Linked DNA regions of Mus musculus: all the other regions are linked to region 3. Evidence: chromatin contacts called from public HiChIP or PLAC-seq data. All regions are on one chromosome and are shown on one strand. Each heading gives the region's core, a stretch centred on a gene start, on an enhancer-like site or on the middle of the called end of the contact. The rest is flanking DNA. Distances are from core to core; before and after follow the strand shown. Region 1 holds the start of Fbxo5 (F-box protein 5). Region 2 has its middle 17 kb from the start of Gm30617. Region 3 has its middle 33 kb from the start of Myct1.

Region 1 (4,569 bases), core at 1,351-3,850, 240 kb before region 3:
AGAAAACATGCTTGTCTCCTTGTGGAAACTTGAGATTTTCCAACAACCTGTCAGCCATTTTCTTCAGGAAGGGAAAAAATGCTGAAAAGTACTTTCAGACTATAGTGAAGAACCAAAGGTTACATTCCAGGTGCTCAGTTGTTTGCTAAACTTGCCTTCCCACCTGAAATTTCCATCTCTCTGTATATGCAAATAAAAGATAAGGAGTTTCCAAGGTTAAGCAGAGTAGAAACAGGAATGTGTACTATCAAGTTCCAGCAAAGAATATTACTTCCTGGAATAACAGAAGGAACTACTGGACTCTTGCTGAAAGGAACTTGGTTCATTTTGCCCTCAAGAATACTTCCCGATCTCACGAGGATTCAAAAGTTTGTACACTCCTTGACTAGCTCTGAAACCACAGTAAGATCTTAGACTTCTAAGCACAATCGTATAAAGTGAAAATATTGCTAAGATATTTAAGAATGGCAAGCTAATAGTAAGCTTTTTCTTGTCATTCCTCAGCACTGTGACAGGTTCCCACTGCCTCTAAAAGCCAAATCCATTATTGTACACACCAATGGTCTGCATCTAGTGTTATTTCACATTAGGAAGTATATTTCGCATGCACAAAGATCTCCCTGGTACAGCATTTAAAATTATTTGAGACAATTTTTTTTGTTTTGTTTTGTTTTGTTTTTTGAGACAGGGTTTCTCTGTGTAACTCTCTCTGCTGGGGAACTAGGTTTTCTGGCTCCTGTGTGTGTGTGTGTGTGTGTGTGTGTGTGTGCCACCATGCCCGACCACGTAGCATTTTAATATCCATTCAGCAAGACTCCAACTAAAGTTCTTACAATCTACAAATACCACATGATCTAGCTTCTGACTTTTCCGGATGCAAACACACACACACACACACACACACACACACACACACACACACACACACCCCTGTCCCCCTTGCTTGAGCTCTAGGCACTTTTTTTAATGTAGTTCTTTGTGAGGTCAATACAGTTCAAAGTGTCAAACTTAACTGACCATTCAAGATTCTCAACCTATGTCTCTATTAACAGTTCTTTTAACACGTAGTTTAGTATCTTTCATTTACTGAAAATTTTGATTGCCAAATTCCTTCTCATTAGGATATAAACTTCCTTAAAGACAGGGCTCGTGTCTTTTCAGCCTTTTTACTTAGAGGCAAAGTTCTCAGGTACAAAACAGAAATAGCGGTCAAGATTTTGGTAAGCAACACCACCTACATCACTATTTTTTTTGCAACACTCCAAACGTGAAAATGCCAGAAAACTAGGGATAAACAAAAAGAATTTGATAAAAACTGGATCCACCCAACGTTTGTATGACTCAGTCCAATCTTGGTCCCGCTTTACACAGGAGCTGCATGGAACACTAACAGAAAGTCATATGCTCTTGCAGAAAAGCAAGAGGGAAATGGCATATCCTGTAGCTTTACTGCTCTGTAGTCTGAAAAGAAGTTAAGTGTATTGTCACCACTTAGAAATAAATTCAAGACGTGCATGCCCAGCATCATTAGTGGTGCACTATAGCTCACCATCAGACTTAATAATACTTTCACTCTCGCCTTTGATATAAAAATATCCACGCAGCCAGGGCGCTCCACCCCAAAGAGACGGGAGTCTGACTTATTTAGGGGAACAGGTCGGCTGTCGAGCCTAGCCAACGAAGGTTAAGAACACATAAAATAAAATACAAATTAACACTTTTAAGAATTCGTGGTGGTTGAAAACCCAAAAGAATGCAATGGCCAAAGCAGGGCTATACAGAGAAACCCTGTCTCGAACCGGCCCCCCCGCCCCCAACCCAAAAAAAAGAAAAAAAGAATGCAATGGCCAGATCTAAGTTAGGCCGCGCCCTCAGCCTTCGGAAGGCGCCAAGCAAAGGGACGCCGGGGTCCTGCTGCGCGCCATCCCCAGGGCAAGGGCGGTTCTCCGGTCACATGTCCCCCCCAGCTAGTCCGCCCCGCCCGGAGGGAACCGCCAGGCTCCTCGCGCGCAAGCGCCAACCCGCCAACTCCGTAGTGGCGGCCGCGCAATACGCAAGCGCAGGAGCTCCAGGCAGGGGGTGGAGCCAATTTAGGAGGGAGAGTAGAGCGCGCCTAAATCCTAGAGAGGCGGGTCCGGAGCCAGGGGAAGGGCTTGTTTTCCGGAAGGTGTGCACTCAGAGTGGCGGGTTTGCAGCTCTGCAAACTCGCTCGTAACAGACGATGGAGGAAGACTGGGGGCCCGCCTGTGTCCATCACAGACTTTCAGGCAGAAGTCGGAGCTGTCCCCAGGACATGAGGACTCTGGAGAAGCCGGTTCGCGGGATAACGGAGGGGGGGTGCGGGGAGAGGGCAGCATGGCGGGTTTGCGCAGAGGACCAGCCGCCTTCACAGGCCACGCCTACATGGGCGTGCTTGCCAGCTCCATCAGCAACTTTGGGGAGGCGAGGATCTGGGCGTGTGGGAGGAGCCCAGGCTCCAGGGCTGGCTCCGCCCCCGCGCCCTCCTATTGGGCGAGCGAGGGCGTCCTCTCATGCCGCCTGCCTATTGGCACGCTTGTGCAAACGCCGCGCCCCATTGGTCTGTTCTGATTTGGGCACCAAATTCAAAGATTTTAAAAGTACCAGCTGGCGCCTTTTAAGAGCTGCGGCTCGGCGCCTCGTCTGGCCGGCCACCTTTTTCCTGTCGTCGCCGCCACCTCCCCAGCATTGGAGCCCGAGTTTTGCGGCATGAGCCGGCGCACCTGCAGTGACCTGCGCCGGCCGTCCTCCTGTCCCTGCCGTCTTGGCGCGCGGACTACCGTGGACGGTGAGTGTGAGGCGGGCATCGTGGGAATCCTTTCTCTGTGGCGGCAGCCTCAGAAACTGGGTGCTTGCAGATCACGGTGTTCCGGGCCTCAGGCGACCTATTTGGGCCCGGGACTGGGAGGAAGGCGCGGAGCAAGGGTGGCTGGTGCAGAGTGGGACAGATGTGGTCGGCCTTGTACGGGGTCCTACTATTCCATCCCACCCCGAGACCCTGCACTGGGGACGTGCAAGGTAGTGGCTTCTGCGCGCCGCATTCCACCCCACCCCCTGCCTGGGCGCCAAATGCCCCCTCCTCTCCCCTCCTCAACTCATGCTCGAGCTGTGACAGGACTGTGGGACTCCAAGCTGGCCAGATGGCCCCATCTCTAGCCTCTACGCCCCCCATTTCACAACTCATCTATCTCACATCCATACTCAGTCTCCGTAACTTTTTGCCCTCAGAGCCCTGGCTGGAGAGCGCGGGAGATTGAGCTCCGCGCTTATCTCCCGCCTTCCCTCGTGCACCGCGCCCTCGGGGCACCTCCCACCACCGACCCCCTCAGCATTTCTAGGGGCTCCTTCTCAGCTCCCGCCAAATGTAAAGGACCCCCCAGCCCCCGCCTGCCCACTGTACCAAATGGAAAAAGTTTTTTTTTTCCTCCCCTGTTTTGCTGCTTCTCAGTAAGTCTCAAGGCCTGGAGTCAGCAGGGCCTTTTAAAAAGCGCCCTTTTTCCTCCAAAACGGTGAGTTTGCCTGTAGTGTTTAGCTGATGAAAGAATCGAGGAGGGATTGTTTAATTTTCGGGTGTTTTGAAGAATTAATGGTCACTTTTTCCAACGTTTAGGTGAGCAGAGAGAATCAATTGTTTATTTTCTTATTAATTTTTTATCTTTCTTGGCATCTCAATGAAAGATGCATCGGTTCTATCGTAGAAAATTTCCAACTGAAGGAAGAGGTAATTCATTCTCTCTCTCTCTCTCTCTATATATATATATATATCCTCAATAATCTTTCTTCATCAGAAAAGGAATTAAGTCTTGAAGAGAAGAAAGTACTAGCTTAGCAGAATGTGTCTGTAAAAGAGTACCCGAGTCTCCGTTAGAAAATAAGAAATTTAATGGTTTACGAAGGGATTCTTTTGCTCAGCTTTCCTCCTCAGGAAATGCTTGCTGCCCCCAACTCCCCTCCCCCACTGGGTTTACAGCCTTGAAGAAACCTTAAAAAATAATTAGAACATTTAAATATTTTTCAAAGTAGACTTAAAGGTTTTCTCTTGGCTTATACTTTCAATCACCTTTCCTCACCCTTGCACAAAGAAGGGATGGTGTTTGACCTTGGCCACATGGCTGGGGACTGAGACTGAAACCTAGTTAACATATGGAAGAGCTAAGACTTTAAGGCCAGCTTTCATTACAGTCTTTAATCTGGAGTGTAAAGCCTGTGTTTATAAGTTAAATGAAAGGCCAGACTTGGTGCACTTTAGCTCTCCACCTTTCCCCCATCCCGTGATTGGCTGAGGGGTGCTAATGTGAGTTCTAAAACATTGAAATATTTTTCGTTTTATCTGTAAGTTCATTTAAGGACAGCCCCCTCCCCAAAACCTAATAGAATAAGCTGGTCAGAAAGCTCCGCAGAGATTCTTTCATTTGAAGTTTTGCCTCCTCATTTGTGCTTTTGTGGAATTTATCTTGATTTTCAGTGTAAGAAATGCCAGCAAGTTTGCCTTTTTGTGATTTAACTAGATAAACAGATGCTTTTAATTAGATCATCCATTTAATCCAGTTT
Region 2 (4,431 bases), core at 1,642-4,141, 210 kb before region 3:
TTAGGTGCAGAAGATACCATAGAAAACATTGACACAAAAGCCAACAAAAATGTAAAAAGCAAAAAGCTCCTAACCCAAAACATCCAGGAAACCCAGGACACAACGAGAAGATGAAACCTAAGGATAATACGTATTGAAGAGACTGAAGATTCCCAAATCAAAGGGCCAGTAAGTATCTTCAACAAAATTATAGAAGAAAACTTCCCTAACCTAAAGAAGGAGATACCCATGAACATACAAGAAGCCTACAGAACTCCAAATAAACTGGAACAGAAAAGAAAAATTTCCCATCACATAATAATCAAAACACCAAATGCACTAAACAAAGAATATTAAAAGCAGTAAGGGAAAAAGGTCAAGTAACATATAAAGGCAGACCTATTAGAATTACACCAGACTTCTCACCAGAGACTATGAAAGCCAGAAGATCCTGGGCAGATGTCATACAGACCCTAAGAGACCACAAATGCCAGGACAGGCTACTATACCCAACAAAACTCTCAATTACCATTGATGGAGAAACCAAGATATTCCATGACAAAACCAAATTTACACAATATCTTTCCACAAATCCAGCCCTACAAAGGATAATAGATGGAAAACACCAATACAAGTGGGAAACTACATCCTAGAAAAAGCAAGAAAGTAGTCTTTCAACAAACCCAAAAGAAGATAGCCACACAAACATAATTCCACCTCTAACAACAAAATAACAGGAAGTAACAATCACTTTTCCTCAATATCTCTTAACATCATGGACTCAAATCCTCAATAAAAAGACATAGACTAACAGACTGGATACTTAAACAGTACCCAACATTTTGCTCCATACAGGAAATGCACCTCAGTGACAAAGGCAAATGCTACTTCAGGGTAAAAGGCTGGAAAACAATTCTCCAAGCAAATGATCCCAAGAAACAAGCTGGAGTAGCCATTCTATTATCAATTAAATCAACTCTCAACCAAAAGTTATTTAAAAAGATAAGGAAGAACACTTCATACTGGTCAAAGGAATAATCTACCAAGATGAACTCTCAATTCTGAACATTTATGCTCCAAATGCAATGGCACTCACATTCATAAAAGAAACTTTACTAAAGCTCAAAGCACACATTGCACCCCACACAGTAATAGTGGGAGACTTCAACACCACACTCTCAGCAATGGACAGATCATGGAAACATAAACTAAACAGAGACATAGTGAAACTAACAGAAGTTATGAACCAAATGGATCTAAAAGATATTTATAGAAGATTTCATCCTAAAGCAAAAGGATATACCTTCTTCTCAGCATCTCATAGTACCTTCTCCAAAATTGACCTATAATTGGTCACAAAACAGGTCTCAACAGATATAAGAAGATTGAAATACTCCCATGTACCCTATCAGATCACTACAGACAAAAGCTGGTGTTAAATACCAACAAACACAACTGAAAGCACACATATACATGTAAGCTGAGCAACATCCTACTCAATGAAAATTTGGTCAAGGAAGAAATAAAGAAAGAAATGAAAGGTTTTTTAGAATTTAATGAAAATGAAGACACATCATACCAAAACTTATGGGACATGATGAAAGCATTCCTACGAGGAAAACTCATAGCTTTAAGTGCCTCCAAAAAGAAACTGAAGAGAGCTTATACTAGCAGATTGACACACCTGAAAACTCCAGAACATAAAGAAGCAAATACACCCAAAAGGAGTAGACAGCAGGAAATAATAAAACTCAGAGTTGAAAGCAACCAAATAGGAACAAAAGAACTATACAAAGAATCAAAAAAACATGAGCTGGTTCTTTGAGAAAATCCACAAGATAGATAAACCCTTACCAGATTAACCAAAGGGCACAGAGACATATCCAAATTAATAAAATCAGAAATGAAAAGGGAGACATAACAATGAAATATATCTGAAAATGACTATCTCTTTGTTGAATATTAACAGTTGAAAATATTAAAATCATGTTCTACCAAAAATGAAATTCTGGAAGTCCTCAAAGTTAGATGTTTTTCTTGCTTATGATACCAACATGCATTAATTGAGCCATTCTATTATTTCATGATGTCTGCACAAGTCATAAAATAATAAAATCTAAAAAATATCAAGTATAAGCCGGGCGTGGTGGCACACGCCTTTAATCCCAGCACTCGGGAGGCAGAGGCAGGTGGATCTCTGAGTTCGAGGCCAGCCTGGTCTACAAAGTGAGTTCCAGGACAGCCAGGGCTATACAGAGAAACCCTGTCTCGAAAAACCAAAAAAAAAAAAAAAAAAAAATATCAAGTATATTATTAGACTGACCAAATGCCATCCATAGGTATTATGTGTGGCAAGAACAGCTAACTTATTTGTCAAAATATTATTTTTATCTTGTTTTGAACTTTGGAAATTGATAGGTGGGTTTACCATGTAAGAGTTAGGGAATCCTACTGAGACAGGAATTTTCACTACAGCCAGGCATAGAAGGCTACAAGCAAGTTGGTGAATTCTTCTTAATTAGTAGAACACACTATATGTTTCTATTTTAAGAATTTATTTTTTAATTCATAAAAATTAATTTATTTTTTTATTTTATGGGTGTTTGCCTGCATGTATATCTGTGCACCATGTGTGTATAGTGCTCATAGAGGCCAGAGAAAGGCATTGGATAGTTGTTGACTAACATGAGAGTGTTTTGAATTGAACCCCAATCACCTGGAAAACAGCCAGCACTCTCAAGTACTGAGACATCTCTCTATCCCCAAAGATTTTTTATAATGTTTACAATAGTTTTAAAAAACTCAGAAAGCAAGAGCAGCCATTGATTTAAAGGCATTTGAGAGCACTGGAGAGGTGGAGTGAGGGTAATTACTATCTGAATACAGGCTAGCCTTCTCTAGACAAAGCCCTCTGAATTCAGAGAGCTCTGCTACACACTCCAGTGAAGTCTGCTTGGCAGCTGAGAGGCCTGGAAGCACTCACGAGGCAGGGAGTTTCAAGGAAACTCAACCTCCTGGAACCAGGCATTCTCATAACCCATATACTCATACTCTATCCCCGTGTTAGTCTGGTGTATGGATCCACGCCGTTAAAGATTGAATTCTGACATAGCTAAGCCTTCGCCAGTGTTCCAACGTCCCAGAAAATCCTTGAAGCCGGATGAGCTTGGAATTCAGTAGAAATCCAGTGAGGTTACCTATTCAGTAACATTCAAATTTACTTCAAGTAGAGACAGTGAAACTAATTAGGCATTACAAAGAACAGAGCTGGAATAGCTCAGGGCTAGTCTGCAGAGTGTTTACTTAGGACAGTAGCCAGTCTCACCCAAACAAGGGAATACACCATGGCCTAGCTAATAGGTGGGTTTACCATGTAAGAGTTAGGGAATCCCACTTAAACAAGAATCTTCTCTACAGCCAGGTATAACAGGCTGCATTGCATATTAGAAGCAAGTTGGTGAATTCTTCTGACAAATGGAGATTCTCCACAGATACTTAAAAGAACAGCCAAGTTACACTCATACAAGAATTTATCAAGGCCTAGGAAATAGGAGGTTTGTGGTATTGCATTATTCATGAGAAGGTCTGCTAGAGCAGAACCCCCTAGTGCTAGCTTTCACAAGGCTCAAAGAGTAGCACAAATTGTGACTAGGGTGTGAAATCCTCACCTGTCATTAGCTGACCCTAGGCAGGGCTCTCTTATTTTACTGTAAATATTACCTGGTTCCTGTAAGTCTTCTTGAAGTCATTCCTCTGTTTTGTGTCAGATAACTGCAATGTACTTTGTCTACTGTGACACCCTACCCCTTTGTTTTCTGTATTATATAAGATTGGTGTTCACTTTGTGACAATACATTCAGATTCTACACAATCTCTTGTGTCACTTCTGTTTGTCATTCACCGACTCCTTGTCCATCTACAACCAGAGACTTGTTCTACACAGACAGGGACCAAAGAGGGTCTACGGCAGAACTCTGGAGTGAGCTGTCGGAATGGAGATTAGAAACAAGCAGCTTCAGTGACAGCGGGTGTTGAGCATTCATTCATCCATCCATTCATTCAAGAGATTATTATACATGCGGTGCTGGACTCTCTCCTTTGCCTGCTTGCCTTGTGGGACTGAGCAACTGCTAGACCCCCTGGACTTCCATTCACAGCTGCTGCTGACCATTGCTGGGAATTGGACTGCAGACTGTAAGTCATCAACAAATTCCTCTACTATATAGAGACCATCCATAAGTTCTGTGTCTCTAGAGAACCCTGATGAGTACAGAAGTTGATTAAGCAGAGGAGATTCAGCCTCAAAGAAGGCAGATGCAGGCCTTTCCAAAACAGAGTCCAGAATGGAATGAAGCAGAAATAATAAATTATAATCAATTTTAACAAACTTTTTTTTCACCATACCCAATTATGAGTTCATACCAGATTCAATTTACACTGTTGCAATATTTC
Region 3 (4,590 bases), core at 1,257-3,756:
ACATCTTTTATAAAGAGTACACACCTTAAATTTATTAAATTGTAGTTTTCAAGGAGTGTGACTCACCTGATATCATAGCACAGTTGTTCCTGTGATAGCAGAAACGTTGTCCTGGTATCACACTTGTCAAATATGGACAGCCTAGGTAGGTGGATGGCAATATAAGGATCGATCTAGAACTTCAACATTTCGTTAAAAAGAACAAATAATAGAGAACTATTAGCTCCAAGACAAAGACTTGTGCTGAGATGTCATTGCATATGAACACATCCTGCTGAGGTTACATCAAATCAGGGGCTTTCATCAGAGTAGACCTATCATAAGCCCAGGAAATATAATTGTACAAGCGAGATAGACAAGAGCCTGGAGCTAGAATTAACTGCTCAGCTTCTATGATGAGAACTCAATAGATGATTCCTGAACTAGTAAAATCAATAATTTGGGGCAGGAGATGTGCCTCAGTCATTAAAAGTACCACATGCTCTTCCAGAGAACCTGGGTTTGGTCACAGTACCTATATGGCAGCTCACATCTGTCTGCATGTAACTTGAGTTCTGGGACACCCAATACCCTATTCTGGCCTCCCACTGGCATGCATATGATACACAAACATGCACACAGGCAAAGCACATAGATAAATGTTTCTAAACTTCAAGAATGAACATGAGCTTGTTTACAGAGAGGAAGGTAAATATAAATTAAACACCGCTATTTTTTTTCAGATATTATACCCCAAGAGAAGAAGAATCAGGAGAAGTAAGGATGAAGGATTATTCTTTCCCATACCACAAGTCTATAATCATTTGATTTAAAAAAAATTAGTGTACATTTTGGTAAATATTTTGAAAATATACAATTCAAAATAAAAATAACCTAGGAGCGCTGGAAGAGACAAAAAATCAATAGCCGAAGAGTCTAATTTTCTTTTTACTCTAAGGTAAAAAAAAAAAAAAATGAGGTAAAGAGAAATAATTTTTAAAATTAAGCTTCTTTAAGGATTAGTGTTACTGTATTGCTGCCTAAGATGATTTTATCTTCTATTTAACTTTTCACCACTGTTCCACATATTTGTTTTACTTTTGTTTTTATTGAAAGAACAAATAGAAATTAAGTAGAAAATACAGTTTTTACTAGGAAACCGTAAGGTGATGAGGGCAATGAGCTACACATTGAAGAGGAAAAAGCACGAGGCCTGAGGAGAAAGACTCTCAGTAAAGGGTTTGTTGGGCGATCGTGAGGACCTCTCAGTTTGGATCTTCAGCATCCACTTGAAAGCTAGGTGTGGCAGTACAGGTCTATTATCCCACAACTGGGAAATCAGAGGCAGGAGGGGAGCCCATTGACCAATCAGCCTAGCTGAAACCATAAGCTCCTCCTTCAGTGAGAGACTGTCTCAAAAATATGGGAGAAAACAAAAAAGAAAGACTGCCCACATTGTCCTCTGGCTTCTGCATGTGTGCACATACATATGCACACATGAACACACAAACACACACATTAGCATGTACTTACACAAACATGCCCACAAAGAGAATACAGTATTGTAGTTGTGGATTATAGTTAATTAGACAATTTTAACTGGGTTAATGGTAATTATGTGGTTTATTCTCTGTGAATGCTTGAAGTTTTTTTGTTTTTTGTTTTTTGTTTTTTTTTTTTTTTTTGTAAATCAGTGCACAATATCCATCTATACACCATGCTTATGTTTTGCCAGTTTTAGTAGGTTGGCTTGCATGTAACAAATAAGTGAAATTATTTCTAATATTGCTAGGAGTATCTACCCATAAACCTCTTGTGGAGTGCCAGTGAGCCTCTGCTGCTGGAGATGAATTTGAGGACGAGTTGAGGAGGACAGGCAGCAGCCACCTATAAGTAAACGCCTGGGGCCACTCAGTCATAAAGGCATCTCCTGCAAGAGGACCTAATTGAAGACTGACTGAGAGACCAAGGATTGCTGATGCAAACAATGCAGGCTAATCGGGAACTGCTGTTTAGAAGAGATACTTTCTGGGGATCCGTGGGCATGGCTTGAGGGTATCAAAGGAGCTTGCAGCAGTGTTCAGATGAGCTTGCTTGGGCATTTTTCACCTGCTCCCAGAGTCTATGTTGTTGATTCCGCCCCAGCTCATCTCCAACCCCCAAGGGCAGGTAGAGTCAGCAATGAATAGATCAAGACACAGACAACAGGCGAGTATTTATTTCAGTGTCTGTCAAATAATAGGAAACAAAAATTTTTTTTCTTTATGTCTACTGGGACCATGGTGTTCAAAATCTAAGCAAAAGCCATTTGTACTCACACCCCACAGCTCTTTTTGGTTGCTGTTTTGTCTCGTCTGCTTTAGTTTGGTTTGTGTACTGGGGAGGAGGGGTGTGAGAAATTTCACGGTGGATATGTTGTTTCTTTCCCAAATGTCCTGATATTGCTCTGTTTCATCAACTCTGTAGGCAAGGTCAACAGACGCTCTCCTCTGCTGCTTGAAAGAGAAATTAACATATGACTGAAGTTGCTGGAGGACAAGTCCTATGACCAACCTTCACCTCAGGGTGTTGGCTACAGTGTATACAGTATTCTTTGTATCCAGTCTCCAAGTAGCTTTGTGTCTGAACTGCTGGTAGACTTCACCCATAGTGTAGGTTTTAAACCTCATTCCAGCTCAGGAGACTTAGAACATGGGATGCTGACTTCGGGGGGGGGAAAAACATATCAAAATTTTTTGATAATTCAGAAGTGCTGTGTAGAAAGTGTTGCTTTTGTGAAAACATCTCAGATTTGGACAAAGACCCTCAAATTATACATCTTAAATCATAATCTACATCATAACAACTATTCATACTGTATCTTAAGTCCTCTTTATCACAGCATTTTATGTGGATTACCTCGTTCTTGCATTTGTATTCATTTATTCATATTTTAAATGACTCTTGTGGATTCCACATTCTTGAATTTGTATCAATTTACTCATAATTTAATGACTCCTTGGGAGAAAGCATTCGAAGAGCTCAGTGCATGCATAGTTTGTAAATCTTTGCGTTTCTTCCCTACAAAATAGATTGCCTTAAAATGATTCTTATCTAAATCTTCAAGCAAAATGTTAGACATAAGGATTCTTAAAACATATGTATATATGTGCATGTGATATGTGTGTCTGTGTAGGTGTATGTCTGTGCATGTGTGTGTTTATGTATCTGTTTGTCTCTATCTGTTTCTATCTGTCTGTCTCTGTCACTCTCTCTCTCTCTCTCTCTCTCTCTCTCTCTGTGTGTGTGTGTGTGTGTGTGTATTTCTGTGGGTATCTACATGAAGGTTAGAGGACAAACTGTTGGAATCAGTTCTTTATTTGTATCTTGTGGGCCCCACAGAGCAAATGTAATTCATCAGGTTTGGTAGTAAATGCTTTTCCCTGTTGTCCCAGACCTAAGCATTCCTAAGGACAATACAGACAGAGTAAGACAGGACAGCAGATACTGGAAGGAGGAAAATTAACCAAAAAATCCAGAGGAACCGGTAAGCAGATAAAGAACAACTGTGGTGGCTGTGCAGAAAGTGGCAGAAGGGACAGCAGAGGGTCACCAGGGTGACAGGGAAATTTGTTTCCAGGGATTGTCTTAAGGAAGGCATGAAGATCAGATGTTCTGCTAACTTAGCAGTTTGGAGAAAATAGAAGAAACAAAAACAGAGAGGGGTGGAGCGAAAATGCAGAAATACACGTGAACATAGCCCCATCTTTTCCTTAACACAGAGTTATTTTCTTTGTTCCCCAGACTCAGCATTGGAGGTTTGGCCCTGCTGCCTCAGTGGCTGCAGCTTTTGCCTGTGAAATGCTGTCTACAATTGATCACCTCCTTTGCCTTTCGACTGCCATCAGCTTATTTCAGCACTCATTGTCTCTCATCGAGGAACTCAAGGATATCTTTGCATCCCTCCCTTTTGGACTGAACAATGCCTCCTTCCTGGCTTGCATGTGAAGCTCTAACCCTAAAACGTCTGTACTTGGTGTCAGAGTCTTTGAAGGGATAATTAAGGACATGTGAGCTTCTAAAGATGGAGGCTATGTTAGTTATTTTTCTGATAAAACAACATGACCAGAAGCAACTTCCAGAAGGAAGAGTTTATTTGATCTTATAATTACAGTGAGAGAGTCCATGACAGCAGGTGGTAAGAGCAGGAAGCCAAGAGATCATCATCACTGACAAACAGGAAGTGAACTGCATATGAGGGAAGTCTTGTAAACCCCCAAAGCCCATCCTATGACCTACTTCCTCTAGCAAAATGACACATATAGAAAAATCCCATAGCTACCCCAATCATCATCAGCAACCAGGGACCATGTGTTCAAATATGTGAACCTACAGAGGACATGTTTTTGTATGAACCACCACAGGTCCTAACCAACTAACAGCAGTGCTAAGGCAAACACCCACAGTAGTCTGTTGATACAATCAAGAGAAGCTTTGTAAACTGGGAATGTGTGAAGTGTCAGCCAATGAACACAGCTTACAGCTGCAAACTTTCACTCTAAAGTTTTTTTTTTTTTAAATTATGTGTGTATGTGTGTTGGTTTTATTCATGTGAATGCAGTACTGAAAGAG

The links. HiChIP or PLAC-seq counts read pairs in DNA pulled down with a chosen protein or histone mark.
Region 1: a contact with region 3 is called in an H3K4me3 HiChIP or PLAC-seq map of embryonic stem cells, with 5 times the contacts expected there. The contact joins the promoter of Fbxo5 here to the enhancer-like site in region 3. A contact is called at or near these places in 3 of 39 promoter capture datasets (the HPC-7 cell line, cranial neural crest and hippocampal neurons), 7 of 484 Hi-C or Micro-C datasets (embryonic stem cells, hematopoietic stem and progenitor cells, megakaryocyte progenitors and 2 more), 14 of 115 datasets of contacts at active chromatin or transcription factors (the 230-238 cell line, astrocytes, bone marrow-derived macrophages and 2 more) and 2 of 9 other capture datasets (adipose tissue and liver).
Region 2: an H3K27ac HiChIP or PLAC-seq map of embryonic stem cells shows a contact between it and region 3, with 2.4 times the contacts expected there. The contact joins two enhancer-like sites. A contact is called at or near these places in 1 of 39 promoter capture datasets (3T3-L1-derived adipocytes), 7 of 115 datasets of contacts at active chromatin or transcription factors (bone marrow-derived dendritic cells, embryonic stem cells and stem cell-derived neural progenitor cells) and 3 of 9 other capture datasets (adipose tissue, liver and pancreatic islet).

What each region holds. Positions count from the first base shown.
Region 1 is chr10:5,803,496-5,808,064 of GRCm38.p6, reverse strand. Fbxo5 (F-box protein 5) reads left to right here and starts at 2,600. Exons shown (of 5, transcript NM_025995.2): 1 at 2,600-2,806. The coding sequence starts at 2,728.
Region 2 is chr10:5,772,256-5,776,686 of GRCm38.p6, reverse strand. No RefSeq gene overlaps it. Among named protein-coding and RNA genes, the nearest start is that of Gm30617, 17 kb to the left of the region's middle. Within about 2 kb of position 2,891, at least 19 of the 459 cell types and tissues checked have an H3K27ac peak or open chromatin away from gene starts, as enhancers often do. A contact at or near this core is called in embryonic stem cells, where this site is marked.
Region 3 is chr10:5,558,642-5,563,231 of GRCm38.p6, reverse strand. No RefSeq gene overlaps it. Among named protein-coding and RNA genes, the nearest start is that of Myct1, 33 kb to the left of the region's middle. Within about 2 kb of position 2,506, at least 7 of the 459 cell types and tissues checked have an H3K27ac peak or open chromatin away from gene starts, as enhancers often do. A contact at or near this core is called in embryonic stem cells, where this site is marked.